5 separate regions of the Mus musculus genome follow, and all the other regions are linked to region 2. Evidence: chromatin contacts called from public HiCAR-type and HiChIP or PLAC-seq data. All regions are on one chromosome and are shown on one strand. Each heading gives the region's core, a stretch centred on a gene start, on an enhancer-like site or on the middle of the called end of the contact. The rest is flanking DNA. Distances are from core to core; before and after follow the strand shown.

What was found. HiCAR-type assays count read pairs that join an accessible place to other places. HiChIP or PLAC-seq counts read pairs in DNA pulled down with a chosen protein or histone mark.
Region 1: an H3K27ac HiChIP or PLAC-seq map of embryonic stem cells shows a contact between it and region 2, with 6 times the contacts expected there. The contact joins the promoter of 1700020M21Rik here to the promoter of Rpl14 in region 2. A contact is called at or near these places in 8 of 39 promoter capture datasets (the HPC-7 cell line, cranial neural crest, embryonic stem cells and 5 more), 1 of 15 datasets of contacts at CTCF or cohesin (the NIH/3T3 cell line), 3 of 484 Hi-C or Micro-C datasets (CD8 T cells and embryonic stem cells), 17 of 115 datasets of contacts at active chromatin or transcription factors (the 230-238 cell line, acute myeloid leukemia, embryonic basal ganglia and 9 more) and 3 of 9 other capture datasets (adipose tissue, liver and pancreatic islet).
Region 3: a contact with region 2 is called in a HiCAR-type map of embryonic stem cells, with 4 times the contacts expected there. The contact joins the enhancer-like site here to the promoter of Rpl14 in region 2. A contact is called at or near these places in 17 of 39 promoter capture datasets (the 3T3-L1 cell line, 3T3-L1-derived adipocytes, the C10 cell line and 11 more), 19 of 115 datasets of contacts at active chromatin or transcription factors (the 230-238 cell line, the NIH/3T3 cell line, acute myeloid leukemia and 13 more) and 4 of 9 other capture datasets (adipose tissue, embryonic stem cells, liver and 1 more).
Region 4: a contact with region 2 is called in an H3K27ac HiChIP or PLAC-seq map of epiblast stem cells, with 6 times the contacts expected there. The contact joins the enhancer-like site here to the promoter of Rpl14 in region 2. A contact is called at or near these places in 3 of 39 promoter capture datasets (hippocampal neurons and liver), 9 of 115 datasets of contacts at active chromatin or transcription factors (astrocytes, bone marrow-derived macrophages, embryonic forebrain and 4 more) and 1 of 9 other capture datasets (adipose tissue).
Region 5: an H3K27ac HiChIP or PLAC-seq map of embryonic stem cells shows a contact between it and region 2, with 2.7 times the contacts expected there. The contact joins the enhancer-like site here to the promoter of Rpl14 in region 2. A contact is called at or near these places in 3 of 39 promoter capture datasets (the 3T3-L1 cell line and liver), 5 of 115 datasets of contacts at active chromatin or transcription factors (bone marrow-derived macrophages, embryonic stem cells, memory CD8 T cells and 1 more) and 1 of 9 other capture datasets (adipose tissue).

Annotation. Positions count from the first base shown.
Region 1 is chr9:120,913,920-120,916,619 of GRCm38.p6, forward strand. 1700020M21Rik (RIKEN cDNA 1700020M21 gene) reads right to left here and starts at 1,331. Exons shown (of 3, transcript NR_040742.1): 1 at 1,296-1,331; 2 at 263-551; 3 at 1-171.
Region 2 is chr9:120,570,148-120,572,847 of GRCm38.p6, forward strand. Rpl14 (ribosomal protein L14) reads left to right here and starts at 1,370. Exons shown (of 6, transcript NM_025974.2): 1 at 1,370-1,394; 2 at 1,949-2,050; 3 at 2,621-2,700. The coding sequence starts at 1,392.
Region 3 is chr9:120,960,791-120,963,490 of GRCm38.p6, forward strand. No RefSeq gene overlaps it. Among named protein-coding and RNA genes, the nearest start is that of Mir7090, 7.1 kb to the left of the region's middle. Within about 2 kb of position 1,336, at least 97 of the 459 cell types and tissues checked have an H3K27ac peak or open chromatin away from gene starts, as enhancers often do. A contact at or near this core is called in the HPC-7 cell line, embryonic stem cells, stem cell-derived epiblast-like cells and 1 more, where this site is marked.
Region 4 is chr9:121,009,827-121,012,526 of GRCm38.p6, forward strand. All of the region lies in intron 35 of Ulk4 (unc-51-like kinase 4), which reads right to left. Among named protein-coding and RNA genes, the nearest start is that of Gm34945, 34 kb to the left of the region's middle. Within about 2 kb of position 1,340, at least 19 of the 459 cell types and tissues checked have an H3K27ac peak or open chromatin away from gene starts, as enhancers often do. A contact at or near this core is called in epiblast stem cells, where this site is marked.
Region 5 is chr9:120,853,240-120,855,939 of GRCm38.p6, forward strand. No RefSeq gene overlaps it. Among named protein-coding and RNA genes, the nearest start is that of Gm19385, 12 kb to the right of the region's middle. Within about 2 kb of position 1,297, at least 28 of the 459 cell types and tissues checked have an H3K27ac peak or open chromatin away from gene starts, as enhancers often do. A contact at or near this core is called in adipose tissue, embryonic stem cells and liver, where this site is marked.

The DNA of each region.
Region 1 (2,700 bases), core at 81-2,580, 340 kb after region 2:
AGCAAGCAGGAATCTAAGGAATGGTTAAAATAAAATAACAATAACAAATCAGAACAGGACAAACACAAACAGAAGAAAAAGCCCAAGAAAAAAACACAAGAAACACACAGACACACACACATTGGCACACATTAACACAAAACTGGAAGCCGTAGCATATATGTAAAGGACCTGCAAAGTAAAATAAAATATTTTTTAAAAAGACTCAACCTTAGGAGACAACCTCTAAAGACACCACTGAGTTTGTGGACATGAACCCTACCCTTAAGAGTGGTTTGTGTCCCCAGTGAGACTCCCTTGGAGAAAGGCATATTTTCATCTGCAAGTGGTTATCAGCTGGAGATCGTTGCTGGGTTAGGGATGGTGGCTGTAGCCACTTGTCCCTTCGGCTCCAGGACTGCTTGGTGCAGACTATGCTGGCCCTGTGCCTTTTGTCACGGTTTCTGTGAGTTCATACATTCGGGGTCTTGCCGTGTTGCTTCCTTGGTGTCCTCTGTCCCCTCTGGCTCCTACACTCTTTGCACTGTCCCCTGTGCAGGGTTCCTTGAGCCCTGAGGGTTGAAAACATAGACGCCATGGTTAGGGCTGAGTGTTCTAAGGTCTCTCACTCTCTGCATAAGGTGAGACTGTGCGTGTCTGTATTTAGCCCCATCTGCTGCAAGTGGTGGCTATACAAGGAAAGAGCATGGTGGAATGCTGTTAGGAGTCATTTCATCGGTATGCTCCTTAAGGAGAACTGTAGTGTTTGATTTTCCCTTAGGTCCCTGGCCTGTCCAGTCTCAGGTTCTTGGCCAGCCAAGCAGCATCAGGGATGGGTTCCATCTCACAGAGTGGCCTTAAATCCAGTCAGATGTTGGCTGGTTTCTCCCACGAGCTTTATGCCACTACTGCACCAACACAGCTCACAGGCAGATCACCTTCTTCTTGTTTCCAGTCTCCGCATAGTAAGCCAGGCAAAGTCTGTGTGGTGGGCCAACACAGCCAGGAGCTAATGCGCTTCTCCTCCGCTGTTCTCCACCCACCGGAAGCTACATGTTCTGGAAGCATCCTAAGCCCGCGGGGAAGGGCCTGGTGTGCCTTGCTTCACACAGACATCCGTGAGAGCCACTTTCCTTGACACTGTGACAAAATGCCAGACAAAAACAACTGGGGGCAGGGAGGGCGGGTGAATGAGGATTTATTCAGGATCACCCTCTACGATATAGCCAATCACGGCAGGGACCGCATGGTGTGTGTGTGAGAGAGAGCTCTGTGGCAGCTGGAGTGTGTAGATAGTACACCTCCCCTCCTCATACCCCGATGGAACAGGAAGCAGATACCAGACAGGAAACAGGGCCAAGCTCCCAAGGACTCACTTCCTTCAAGGAGGCCCCGCCTCCTGCAGGTTCCATTAACCCCCCCCAAACAGCGCCACCTGCTGGGAAGCAAATGCTTAAACATTAGACATCTCAGAAGTGTGTTTTTAACACCATAACAATTAGCAATAAATGCGTTGCTTATTTTTTCCATTAAAAAAAAAAAGATGTTCTATCTGTTTGTGTGTGCCCATGAGTGTAGTACCCTCAGAGGCCAGAAGAGGGCATTGGATTCCCTGGAGCTAGAGTTACAAATGGTTTGAATCTACCCAAAATGGGTGCTGGGATTGGAATTCTGGTCCTCTGGGAGAGCACTAGCTAGCTGCAGGTCATATAGGCCTGGGAGTATGGCTCTCTCTCCAGCCCGCCTGCCCACTAAAGGCTGTGAGGATTCCCACAGTAATGAAATCTTGTTAGCTGTGTGTATTTTCTGAACTGATTAGACCTCAATACCCCCTTTTGCCGTAACAGTGTGACGGTACACCACTGTGGCGCTCTGTCTAGCAGAAAGGTCGAAGGTAACACAATAGTATATATGTTAAGTGTCTGCTTTAGGTCTCTCAGGCACTATAGAGCCACAAAGATAGTTTCAGTCAATTCTCAGATACCTTGCTGCTTGTTCTGGGCTAAATCTCGAATCAAACAAGAAGAAAGGGGGAGGGGAGGAAAAATCCCCACCAACCAACCATCTTGGAGCGCTCTTCCCCAAGAGTACCAGGAGCGGGATCTTGAAGTCCGATGTTTCTCAAGCAAATAGAAACTGGTTACTCCAGTGACAAATTTTCAGATTCGAGGCCAATGCTTTTGGCTTTCTCTTGTCCTCTGCCTTGCGGTTATAATGTAGCTCCTGAGGTTCCTGGTGTCACGCCCCTGTTAAAGGTGGGCTGAGGACTACAAACACAGTGCCGGTTTTCTCTGTGGCTTAAATGGAGTTCTCCAGTAAGCAACCTTTTTGTCTTGCTGGTCTAACTATGTCATAGCTCAAGGGAGGTGGGCCTTGCTCAGTGTGGGCTCAAGTGGCAGATAGGAGCCGTTACTGGGTTGGTAAACAAGGTCTGCTACTTTCCCCTTCCAAATATAGCCAACCTGCATCCAGATATTTTATTGCAATAGCCAGTAAGTGTGTGAAAAATATTCAACATATTTATATACCAGGAAAACACAAATCAAGCATCGAGGTTCCATTTCTCCACAGTCAGAATGGCCACTGTGTTCTCAAGTAAATTTCCTCATCGCCATGACAAGAGCAACTCCAGGAAGAAGGTTTGGCTCAAGGACGGTCCATGGCCACTGGTCACATTCATCTTGAGGGAAGAAGCAGAGAGATGAATGCTTGCTTTCTCCT
Region 2 (2,700 bases), core at 120-2,619:
TTAACTCCTGTTCCAGAGGATGTGATGCCCTCTCCTGGCCTCTGCAGGTACTAAGTTTGTTTGCGCTTGGTGCTCACAAACACCCATACACATAAAATAAAATAAAATAAAATAAAATAAAATAAAATAAAATGTCTGAAATGGGGTTCGTTCAGAGCCACAGAGATGACTAGCAGTTGAATGCTTTCTTGAGTTCTGTTTCCAGCTCATTCATAGCTCTAGCTTTAATGGCCTCCAAGGGGACTATTCCTCCACACACATAAAAGAGTATGTAAAGTGCTTAATGTTGTAAAGGCCTGAATTTGGATCCCCATCACACACATGAAGAGTTAGGAAGAGTTAGGATCGATGGCCTGCAGTGGTCATCCTGGGGAGGTAGAGACAAGTGTGCCCCTGGGGCTCAGTGACCAGCATGCCTATCTGAACTGGCAAACTCTGGGTTCAGTGAGAGGCTGTCTCATAAAGACCGGAAGAAGAGTGACTGAGGAAGGCACCCAGTGTGCTCCTTTGCTCTTGTTTACTTGACACAGCTAGGGTCCTCTGGGAGGAGGGAGCCCCACTTGGAGGAATGCCTCCATAAGAGGCATATCTGTGAAATATATTCCCTTTCCCCCGCCCGCCTCCCCCCACCCCCCGGCCTATTTATTATATGTAAGTACACTGTAGCTGTCTTCAGACACCCCAGAAGAGGGCGTCAGATCTCACTACAGATGGTTGTGAGCCACCATATGATTGTTGGGATTTGAACTCAGGACCTCTGGAAGCGCAGTCAGTGCTCTTAACAGCTGAGTCATCTCTCCAGCCCTGTGTCTTTGGACTTTTAAGACAATGTCTCAGTATGTCTCCTTGGTAGGGGAAGCGGCCTTAAATCCAGATTTGCTTCCGCCTCTGCCTCCCGAGGGCTGGGATTAAGGGCGAGCGCCAGCACCCTCGGCTGTGTCTTAATTATATCCTGTGTATACAGAAGAAAAGGGAAGTGGGCTGGGGACAGACAGTTCATCCTATGAGTCCTTCCTATCCCTAAAGTTCTCAGGAGTGACCGCCCTGTCATGCCAACATTTGGGAGACTGAGGCAGGAGCATTGCTGCGAGCGAGCCTGCTTGGATTATACAGTGTGGAAGGCCTACACTAAAAGGCCTTGTCCCCAAAATCCCAAACCCAAACAAAATAGAAAGGAGAAATTACAACGCCAAGCTCACTGCACGTGTCTGAGGAGAAGCAGTCCATAGAGAGCCGGAACCGCCATGTCATAACCCAGTGAGCATGCGTAAAAGCACGCACGTTTCCCCGTCGACCAATCGGTGGGCACGCTGGACGTCGGGGGCGGGGCTTCTGCCGACACATGCGCACGGCAGGGCGGGCCCTCTCTCTTCTCGCTGAGCGCCGCCAACATGGTGAGTGTGTGTGCCGAGAGCTCCGAGTGCGGCCGTCGCGACGCCCGTCTTCTGCCCCGGGCGGGGGAGCCCCGGCGTGGAGTGGCTCTGCGCGACCCGGCCAGCGCGTGGGGAGGCAGCGGGGCGTGGAACCCAGCCCGCAGGGAGCGCGGCTCGCGTGGACCGCACTACCGGGGCCACGCGTGCGCAGTGGCGGGAGTGGCTGGGCCTGAGGTCCGGGGATGGCGGCGCTGCTGCGGCCTCGGACCTGCCCGGCGGCCTGGCTCCTCATGAGCTCCCTTCAGTTCTTTTTCTCCGGAAAAAGCGAACCGGGGAGTGGTTCAGTGGATTGAACGATGAATTAATTGTATGAGAACTAAAGGAGTATCAAACATGGGTAAGAGCGGATCCAGGGAGCTCGTGTGCTGGGAAAGTGGCCACGGGATACTTGAAGTTAAAAAATGCTGGCTACTAAGTTCAAACTCGTCTCCCAGGGCGGCCCCGAGCCCTGTGTTGCCGGTAAGCAGCGGACTTGGAATATTTAAAGCCAACCCTTGTTTCTTTTCCTGTTTTAGGTGTTCAGGCGTTACGTGGAGGTTGGCCGGGTGGCCTACATTTCCTTCGGGCCCCATGCTGGAAAGCTGGTCGCAATTGTAGATGTCATTGATCAGAACAGGGTACGTGTGGGACGGAGTATTTTACAATCTTTATTTAACGTGGCCGTAAGATCGACAGCACCGTAGATGTTACTCAGGGTAGCTAGAGTGGTCCTTGGGTGGAGTTCTTTAGATTACAGGTTTACCATTGAGGAAACACTGGCCACGGAGTTTGAAGCACTGGGTAGAGTTAGCTCATCTTACAGCACTAATTCACCGGGTAAACGAGGCAGGCAAATGCAGGTGAGTTTAAATGAGGTAACTGAGAAGACTTCAGTGAGCTGGAGGTGCGGCTCTGTTGGTAGAGTGCTTGCTAGAGTCCCTGGATTCTAAAGATAGATGTGGCTCCTGCTACCTCAGGCTCTGGGAGGATAAGGTAGGAGAAGCAGGAGTTTGCCACTAGCCTGGGCTGCTTGACCTTGTCTGAAAATACCACAGTGGAGGCTTTTAGGATACTGGGTTCACAAACGTGCATTTTCTTCATTTGAATGGTAATGTACATTTCGTCCAGAAAGGGCTAGAAATTACGTAGAGGTTACAGCCATCTTGAACTTTAGATGCCTGTCTGAGGTCCTTGATTTTGTATCCTAGGCTTTAGTGGATGGACCCTGTACTCGGGTGAGGAGGCAGGCCATGCCCTTCAAATGCATGCAGCTCACTGACTTCATCCT
Region 3 (2,700 bases), core at 86-2,585, 390 kb after region 2:
TCTCGCCCAGGAGCAGGCAGGCTTCCTGCAGTAGTCTCTGTGCTACACTGAGCAGCAGCTAGAGCTGGAGCTGACTAAGCTGACTAAGCCTCCTTAGGCTGCTGCCGTCCCACTGCAGGAGTGAGGCTCTGCCTGGGTTTGAACTTAAACATCATTGCTAGTGAGGCTCACTTGGAGAGGACAACCCTTCTAGTCATTTCAACCAGTAACCGTGTTTATCTGATCTTAAAACCAAAATGGGCTCCTTCCCTGTGGCCTGCCAGATGATCTGTCATTTTGGTGGTAGGTCTGTCAAGCAGACTTTGTACACATTTCCTACAAAGAAAGATGTGTTACAACTCGTGGTTGGGTTTTCTAAAAAGTGAGAATTTGTGTTGTGCTTTCCTGAGTCTTAAGATTGTGCCTGTTAAATTCACAGGAGGAAGAGGGTCCTGTGAGGAAGTCCTCAGAGATACCTTGGTGGGGTCCGGCTAACAGGGGTAGAGCTTTACTCCAGTCACCCTTTTATGTGAGGGACCGCAGCAGGGTATTCCGTATGGTGGTAGTTCTGGAATACCTAGAAGCACAAGGATGATACAGAGCCAAGTCCTACCTGCAGAGGTGGCAAAGGGACAGAAGTGCAGATGGGTGCTGTCTGAGATGTAGGCATGCCTCACGGGCAGTGGTTGGAGGCTTGTAGGAAAGCAAACACCATACTCTACTAGCACTTTAGCACACTCGGTAGGGCAGCATTCACAGAGGCATGCCTGGAGGGGTGAGGTGCACAGGATGCTGGCAGGCACCCACACGTCTGAAGCAATGCTGTAGGTGGGAGCTCCTAAGCAGCTGTCCTGGTTCTGACACAGGTGCAGGTGAAGGGAAGGGAAGATGGGGCTTCCAGAGCAGCTTTCTGACTGCAGCTCCAGTTTTGAGCTGTCCTTGGGAGCTAGACACCTGACTCCTTCCTCTGCAGCAGCCACCACGCCAAGGGCACAGATGAGGTACTTTGATCTGGGTCCTGATAGTGAAAGGTGCTGGCAAGATAAGCAGCTGCTCTTGATCTGACAGGTCTGATGGCTGTCTGTTCTCTAGAGAGAGATCTTCTACCACACTGCCTCCTGAAAGTAGTATCCTGAGTACAATTATAAACTGGTGAGATCTGAAGGAGAAGGCAGCATTGTGGAATGTGGTCTGTCCATTCTCCTACCCCTGACTCCTCAACTGCCAACATTAGAAGAAGTTATAGGTCTCTTCAGTCAGTGGTGAGGCCAAGCAAGCAGCCCCAGAGAGGGCTGGCTCAGCAGGCGAAAACCTGGTCATCCTAGTTGGAGTTCTGGAGCCTGTATTTTTAAAAAGCCAGATGTGGCAAGAGAAACCCTGCCTCAGGCTGGTGAGATGACTCAGCGGGTCAGAGTTGATCCAGGTAGCAGAGGGGAAGCCAACTTCCCCATTCCACAAGCAGCAGTGGTACCCAGTAAATGAAAGTGAGATTGTGTTTTTAAAAAGGCACTGTCTTCACAAAGTGGAAGGCAACGGACCCCAGAGAGCAGTGCACTGGGGTGGACAGGCACACAATTTTTCAAAAGGAGAGGCAAAGACCTCTTAGACTGGGAAGAGTGCCATTTGTATTTCCAAGAGATCTTCATGAACAATAGAAACCACACCCTGTGTCTGTTTGGGGTGGGGCCAGCAGACTGTAAGCCAGATATTCTCAAGAGCTTGAGGTGCTGTCAAAGGCAGAGCATTGTGGGTAATAGAAACTCCCAACAGCTAAATAAGCTGTCACATGGCCATTTTAGTGAGCATTCAGTAAAAGACTCCAGTGTGGCTGAGTGCATCAATAGAAAAGTAGAACATGGCTGCTGCCCTTGGGGCATATGGGGTCTTGAACAGAGCCACTACAAAAACAAAGAGACTACCTGCTGCACAAGGTTGAGTAGCATCTGTGATTCTGGGCCTGTTGCCTCTTGGTTAAAGCTGCTAGTCACATCCTCTACCACTGGGGTCCCAAGCTTCTGCCTAGGCCAACCATATGACCAAGAAAGTCACAAGAGGCCAATGATTCTTTGCCTTCTTGTGCTGCCTTTGAGGTTACCACAGCTGAGCCACCCGGACTGTGGCTGGTTTTTCAGTGTCTGGGGAAGGGAGTAAAGGCCGTTTGTGAGCTGGCTGGGATGGGGGAGCAAACCCTCCACTCACCTTGTGCAGCAGCTCTCTGCTGGAATAGAGCACAGGATATGCCAGCCCAGGGTCCCCGGAGTCTGTGAGTGCACACAGAAAACAAAAGATGGCCACCACAGCTACCTAGGTATCCTCAGGGCAGCTGTGGCCACTTACTTTCTGGTATTTCTTGAGGGCAGCACAACCAGCCCCTACTTTCAGGCTATGGTTTAGGGCAAAGGCTTGAGCTGGGGCCAGCCGCCTGCCTGGTGCTCTGCTTCTGTCTGTGCCTGGTGTGCTTAGTGGCTGCTGGAGTTAGGGAGTGAGGCTGCAGTGCAGGCTGGAGCCTGGGCCAGCACAGGGCAGGGAGGCGGGGCAGAGGAGGAGCTGTGCTTGCCTCCTTCCCCCCACTAGCCAGTGTGTTCATCTATTCCACAGTAGTTTATAAGCTTGGGGAGCAAGCCATATCACCTTGAGTGGGAGAAGCAGGGAATGGGAGGCGTGGGCGGTGGCTGCCAGGCCTAGTGTCTAGCAAGACAGCAACCCTGCTTCACACCCCAG
Region 4 (2,700 bases), core at 90-2,589, 440 kb after region 2:
CCCTTGTGTGAGGTGAAAGTGGAGTTCTAGACTAAAAGTCACCTTGTTCCTGTCACTGTCAAGAGGGAAGTGAAACCCTACCTGTCTGAGGGGTCAGGGGAGAGGGGAGGGGTGACACTAGAAGGCAGAAAGTACGTGTTCTCTCTTACACACACACACACACACACACACACACACAAACACACACACACCCCTGGTAAGATAGAAAAAAGTTTCTGCACAAATGTACATAGACACACACACACACACACCCCTGGTAAGATAGAAAAAAGTTTCTGCACAAATGTACATAGACACACACACACACACACCCCTGGTAAGATAGAAAAAAGTTTCTGCACAAATGTACATACATACACACACACACACACACACACCCCTGGTAAGATAGAAAAAAGTTTCTGCACAAATGTACATAGACACACACACACACACACATAGATACACTGGCAAGTGCACAGACACAAATGCAGCACATACACAAGTGCACGCGTGCGCCCTGATCTCACCACCATTTACTGGCAAACCTACAGTCTTGTAGCAGCAGAGCCAGCCTCAGCCACAGGCTACTGCCCACTTTGTTTCCTGTCCTTTTGCATGGACCCCAGGCCAGCCTTCTGGACTCCTTCTCCCCCTGCGTGCACCCCAGGACACCCCTTTGGGCTTCTCATCCCGGTAGCAGTGCTGGAATGTCAGGCAACTGCAGGTGTGGTGACCCTTGAAGTCCCTCTCTCTGGGCTGGGCTGGGCTGGTGTCCTTGGAACAGAGGGGCAGGGAACACCTTTTTGTCTGGCCTCCTCTCTGAAAACCGGAGATGATGAGAGCTTATCAAACTCTCTTCTCTCAAAGGCTGAGAGCCTCTGGGTGGAACAAAGCAATTTCTTTACCAAGGAAGCTTTTATGTCTCCTTCAGAATAGCACCTGTGCCCACACAGAGCGGGGAGACAGGGGTGCTTGCTTTGAAAGGCAGGAAGTAAATAAGGACACAAAGAGAAGGGGCTGCAGCCATTCCTGTCACTGGGATCACCAGCCTCAACATAAAGGAGCCTGGCTCCTAGGATCCCAGCACCCCTGCCCCTGCCTGGAGAAGGTAGGCGTGCCCACAACATTTTGGATCTTGAGAAACGAACTCCAAGATGGAGAGTCATACATTCAGTGTGTGCATCTGGTGTATTCCTCATCGGCCTCCCTCAGGGTGGCTCTAGTTTCCCACTGGCCTGGCCACAGGTCCCTCCCTCATTCATCCTTTCCTTTCAGACTCTTGAGATCACTGGAATAAGAACTGTTTGGGGGGAAATCCATTTGCCTGCACCTAATTTACCAGGACACTTCCAGTTCTCCTGGAAGCCACCAGGGGAGGGACCTAGTGTGCTGAGTAGGGTGGAACTGGGTGACGGTCAGGACCTGGGTAATAAAGAGCTGGCAGGATATTGTATGTGTCTGTGTGTCTGTCTGTCTGTCTGTGAATACACATTCAATGCATGTTTCTTTACACGTAGAGATTTTTGTGAAGAACAGGCTCAGGCAACTGTGGAAGCAGGAGATGCCACTGATCTGCTGCTGTGAGCTTCAGACCTGGGAATGCCGGTGGGGGTGGGGCTGGGGGTGGGGCTTGAAGCCTGAGAGCCAGAGAGCTGACTGCTCAGGTTCTAGTTCAGGTGTGATGGCTAAGGAACAGGGCGGCTGACCCAGATCTGTAAACCCACTTACAGATCTGTAAAGCCACCAGGCAGAGAGAGAGCCCTCCTTCTGTCCCTGCAGGCCCTCACTGGCTTGGTGATACCCATTCGCCAGTCTGGTGGTTCAACAGAAGCATCTTCAAACACACAGAAGTATCAACCCCAAGCCAGATGATGGGAAGTGCCTGGGGGTGGGACTTAGAAGGGGCGGAGCCTAGGTGGGACGAGGGTGGGGCTAGACAGGGGCAGGGCCTAGAGGAAGACCTTAGTGGGCATGGCCAGAGTCCACACAGGCCCCCAGTCGCCTTAGTCTGCACCCTTCTCAGGGACACAGGGACTTTAGTCAGAGACTGCTCTTGGCTTGCCAACCATGTCTGCCCTCCCAGAGACCCTCAAGCACATAGGGATTAAGGTCCTACAGTGTAGCCCTTGCCAAGCCTGACACACAGTTCCCTTGTTTCTAGTGAAGTCATAGTTTCAGACCTAATGTCTGCCTAGTATTGACCCTGGGATCCAAGACCTGGAGGTTGCACCCGTGGTTGCCGTCCACTATTGCTTGGCTGGCCCTGCTTTACCCACTGGCCCTGGTTTCCCCAAACACCTGCTCAGTGTGTGTCCACCTTGCATCTGAGCCTTTCTCTTGGGACCCACACTCAAAAGGCCATTCCTAGATGGAGCTCCTGACTACCACGGGTCAGGGCGTGCAGGGTGCCTCTGATCTGGAGGAGACGTGACAAGGTGTATCCAAGAAAACCTTCAGGCTTTTGACTTGGCCTTCTCTAGCAGAAACAGGAACTAGATGTCAAACTTGTGCATGCAGCTTTGCTTACTGGGGATCCATCTGGCCTTGTTGCCCAGCATGTGGGCAGAAGAGGCGATGTAATGTTTTATACAGCGACTTTTAGTATTTGCACACTGATGTGGGGCCAGGATCATAAAGAAATATGGTACCTGCCTACACAGTGTGAGGAAGCAGATCAGTCTAACCCACAGAGGAAATGAACAAGGAAAATGTCACCAG
Region 5 (2,700 bases), core at 47-2,546, 280 kb after region 2:
ACAGCACCTTTATCTCATCAATATTTTTTGAGCTGAATGTGGACAGTAACTGCTCTGCAGCAGGGCTTCACACTGTAACTTGGCAGATTCATCATGTAAGCAAGCATACTCCTGGCTGTGAGAGAAGACCGCGAGTAAACACGCAGCACTCCCCAGGGCCGTCCAAGGCCAGCCTGGACACACAGCTATCATACTCCAGCCTATCGGTGCAGAACAGTCTGCGATCATTTCATCATTAGCTTAAGTCAAGAGTGGATGGTTCATTCTGGCCACTAACTGAGTCAGGTTGTGTTTTAGTCATATAGACTTAGACTCAATTCCCAGTCCTGAGCTGACAAGGGCCAAAGACACAACATGTCTGCAGCATACAAAATAGTCCCAACTAATAGAGGAATGTTCTGAACTAAAATGGAAAAAAAAAATTCTCCACTGAGAAGTGTCATTTTGTAGGGGTGGTGGTATGATCAATAATAACATAAAACTCAGGAAGATGGCCTCAAATTCCTCCAGGAACAGCCGGAGTTTGCACAGGTCATTCTTCAAGGTCAAATTAAAAGTAAAAAATTTTTAAAACTGACATGCATACCGTGCCTGCGCTGGCTTGACTATTGACCTCTAGGGTACGGCTCTTTATTTGTAAGATTCTTCTTTAAAATTGTGAGTGAGTGTGTGTGCCTGTGTATGTATGAGTGCAGTAGCCAAGTAGGCAGGAGAAGGCATGGGACTTGCTGGAGCTGGAGACAGAAGCTGTTGCGAGATATCTAACGAGGGTGCTAGCAACCGAACTCAGTTCCTCTGCAAGAGCAGTGAGCACTCTCCACCGCTGAGCCATCTCTCTGGCCCTAGATTGTGGCGTTTTAGCAAAGGTTTACTGAGAAGATCGATGCCATATTAAATGAATTAATCATTATGACCTAGTTTTGCACACACATGTTCTCTCTTCCCATATATAAGCAGAGAGACACAATCTATGTGTTTGTGTGCACGCATGCAAAACTCATAGAAGTATATGGAGTATGATTTGGGGTGAGCAAAATGAGATGACCCAAAGCTCACGGGTTCCCCTTTAACACTTTCTCCAGCCATGAGGAGACAGGCAGCTCCTGGGCATTACTGGCAAGTACTGGAGGCTGCAGCCCCCTGGGAAGAGTCTAAGAAAAGAAACAGCAGCCACAACAACTGTCATGGGGTCCCGACCATTGTTCTACTCTTCAGTCAGACCTGGAGTGGAAGCCACTCCTCACCCCTGGGCTCTGCGTGCAGATCCGCAGGAATTGGAGCCATGCTGAGGGGTGCGGTATGGACTGGGTGGGGAACAGGAGGGAACTAGCTAAAAAGGAGCAAACCATTCTCTACTCCAGTGTTCTTCTGGGAGAGAAACATGTGCTCTGGCTGCCAAGACAATCATCTCTGGGCTCAGAAGCAGGAAGAAATTCACTAAACACTACACCACAGCACAAAGCGGCTTTGCCAAAACTCTGGCCCGACTGGGTTATGGTACAAGTCTTCCGAAGCAAGACCCACAGCGAGATTCATGAGCATGGGGAAGCTAGTTTGTCATTGACCTCTTCAGATGACTCACAGATGACGTCAGTTTAGAATTGCAGCCCCCATTTGTGTGGGAAGATGGAGACTTTCATTAAGTTCCCCTGGTGTACTAATGCCTACACTTCCGTCAGATTTCCATTCTCTTCCTGGCAACCCTGTCATGAGCTGAGCCCCTTACAACTGCATTCAATCCTAAAAGATATTATGAAACAAAATTATACCCATTTCACTAATGAAGAAATCGAGGCTTGGGCTTGGGAAATAGTGACGTGCTTGCCATGCATGCACATGAACCTGAGTTCAGCCTCCAGAACCACACAGAAAAGCTTAGGCTTGGTGGCACATGTTTGTTATCCCGGCACTAGGGAGGTGAAGGCAGGTCCCTGAGGCCCACTGGCCAGCCAGCCTAGCCTAGTCAGTGAGTTTCAGTAAGACCCTGTCTCAAAAAGAGAAATGGACAGAACCTGGTAAGCAGTACACCAGATTTCCTCTGTTCTCCATACACATGTGCAATATACCACACTCTCACACACCACACACACACACACACACACACACACACACACACACACATCTGGGGCTCAAAGAGGTTAAGTCCCACAGTTGATCAGTGTCAGGTTTAATCTAGATCTGTCACAGTCTACCTTCCCAGCATTGAACACCTCCAAACGTTGACAGATGTTGAGGTGGTAAACATGACAGCTGACTCTCTATGAGGCTCATTTCTAAAGACTCAAGGGGCCCTGGAACTGGTCCTTGAAGACAGGATACCGAGATGGCCAGTCTGAAATATCAGCTGTCCCTGAAAAGGCAAATACATTTGCTTTAAGGAGAGGGGTGTCCCTCTCCAACTTTGTCAATTGATAGCATTAGTTACCAGCCATCTGCCGCTGCATAACAAACAACCCCAAGCTGAGTAGCCTAAGGGTCCCTCTGTTCAGTTTTTGCCACAGTTAATTGGCAGTTTCCAGGGGCCCTGGCTGGTGCTCCTTCCTTCTGCTCTTGGCTAGGCTCCTGCCTGCATCTGCTGTCAGTCACATCAGCTGTGGGTTGGCCTTGGCTCTAGTCCCTGAGCTTTCTCAATTCTGAGGTCTGCCCTGACAACTGGGCACAGCTGTCTTAGCTCCACTTAGCCTCTTGTTTCCAGTGGCC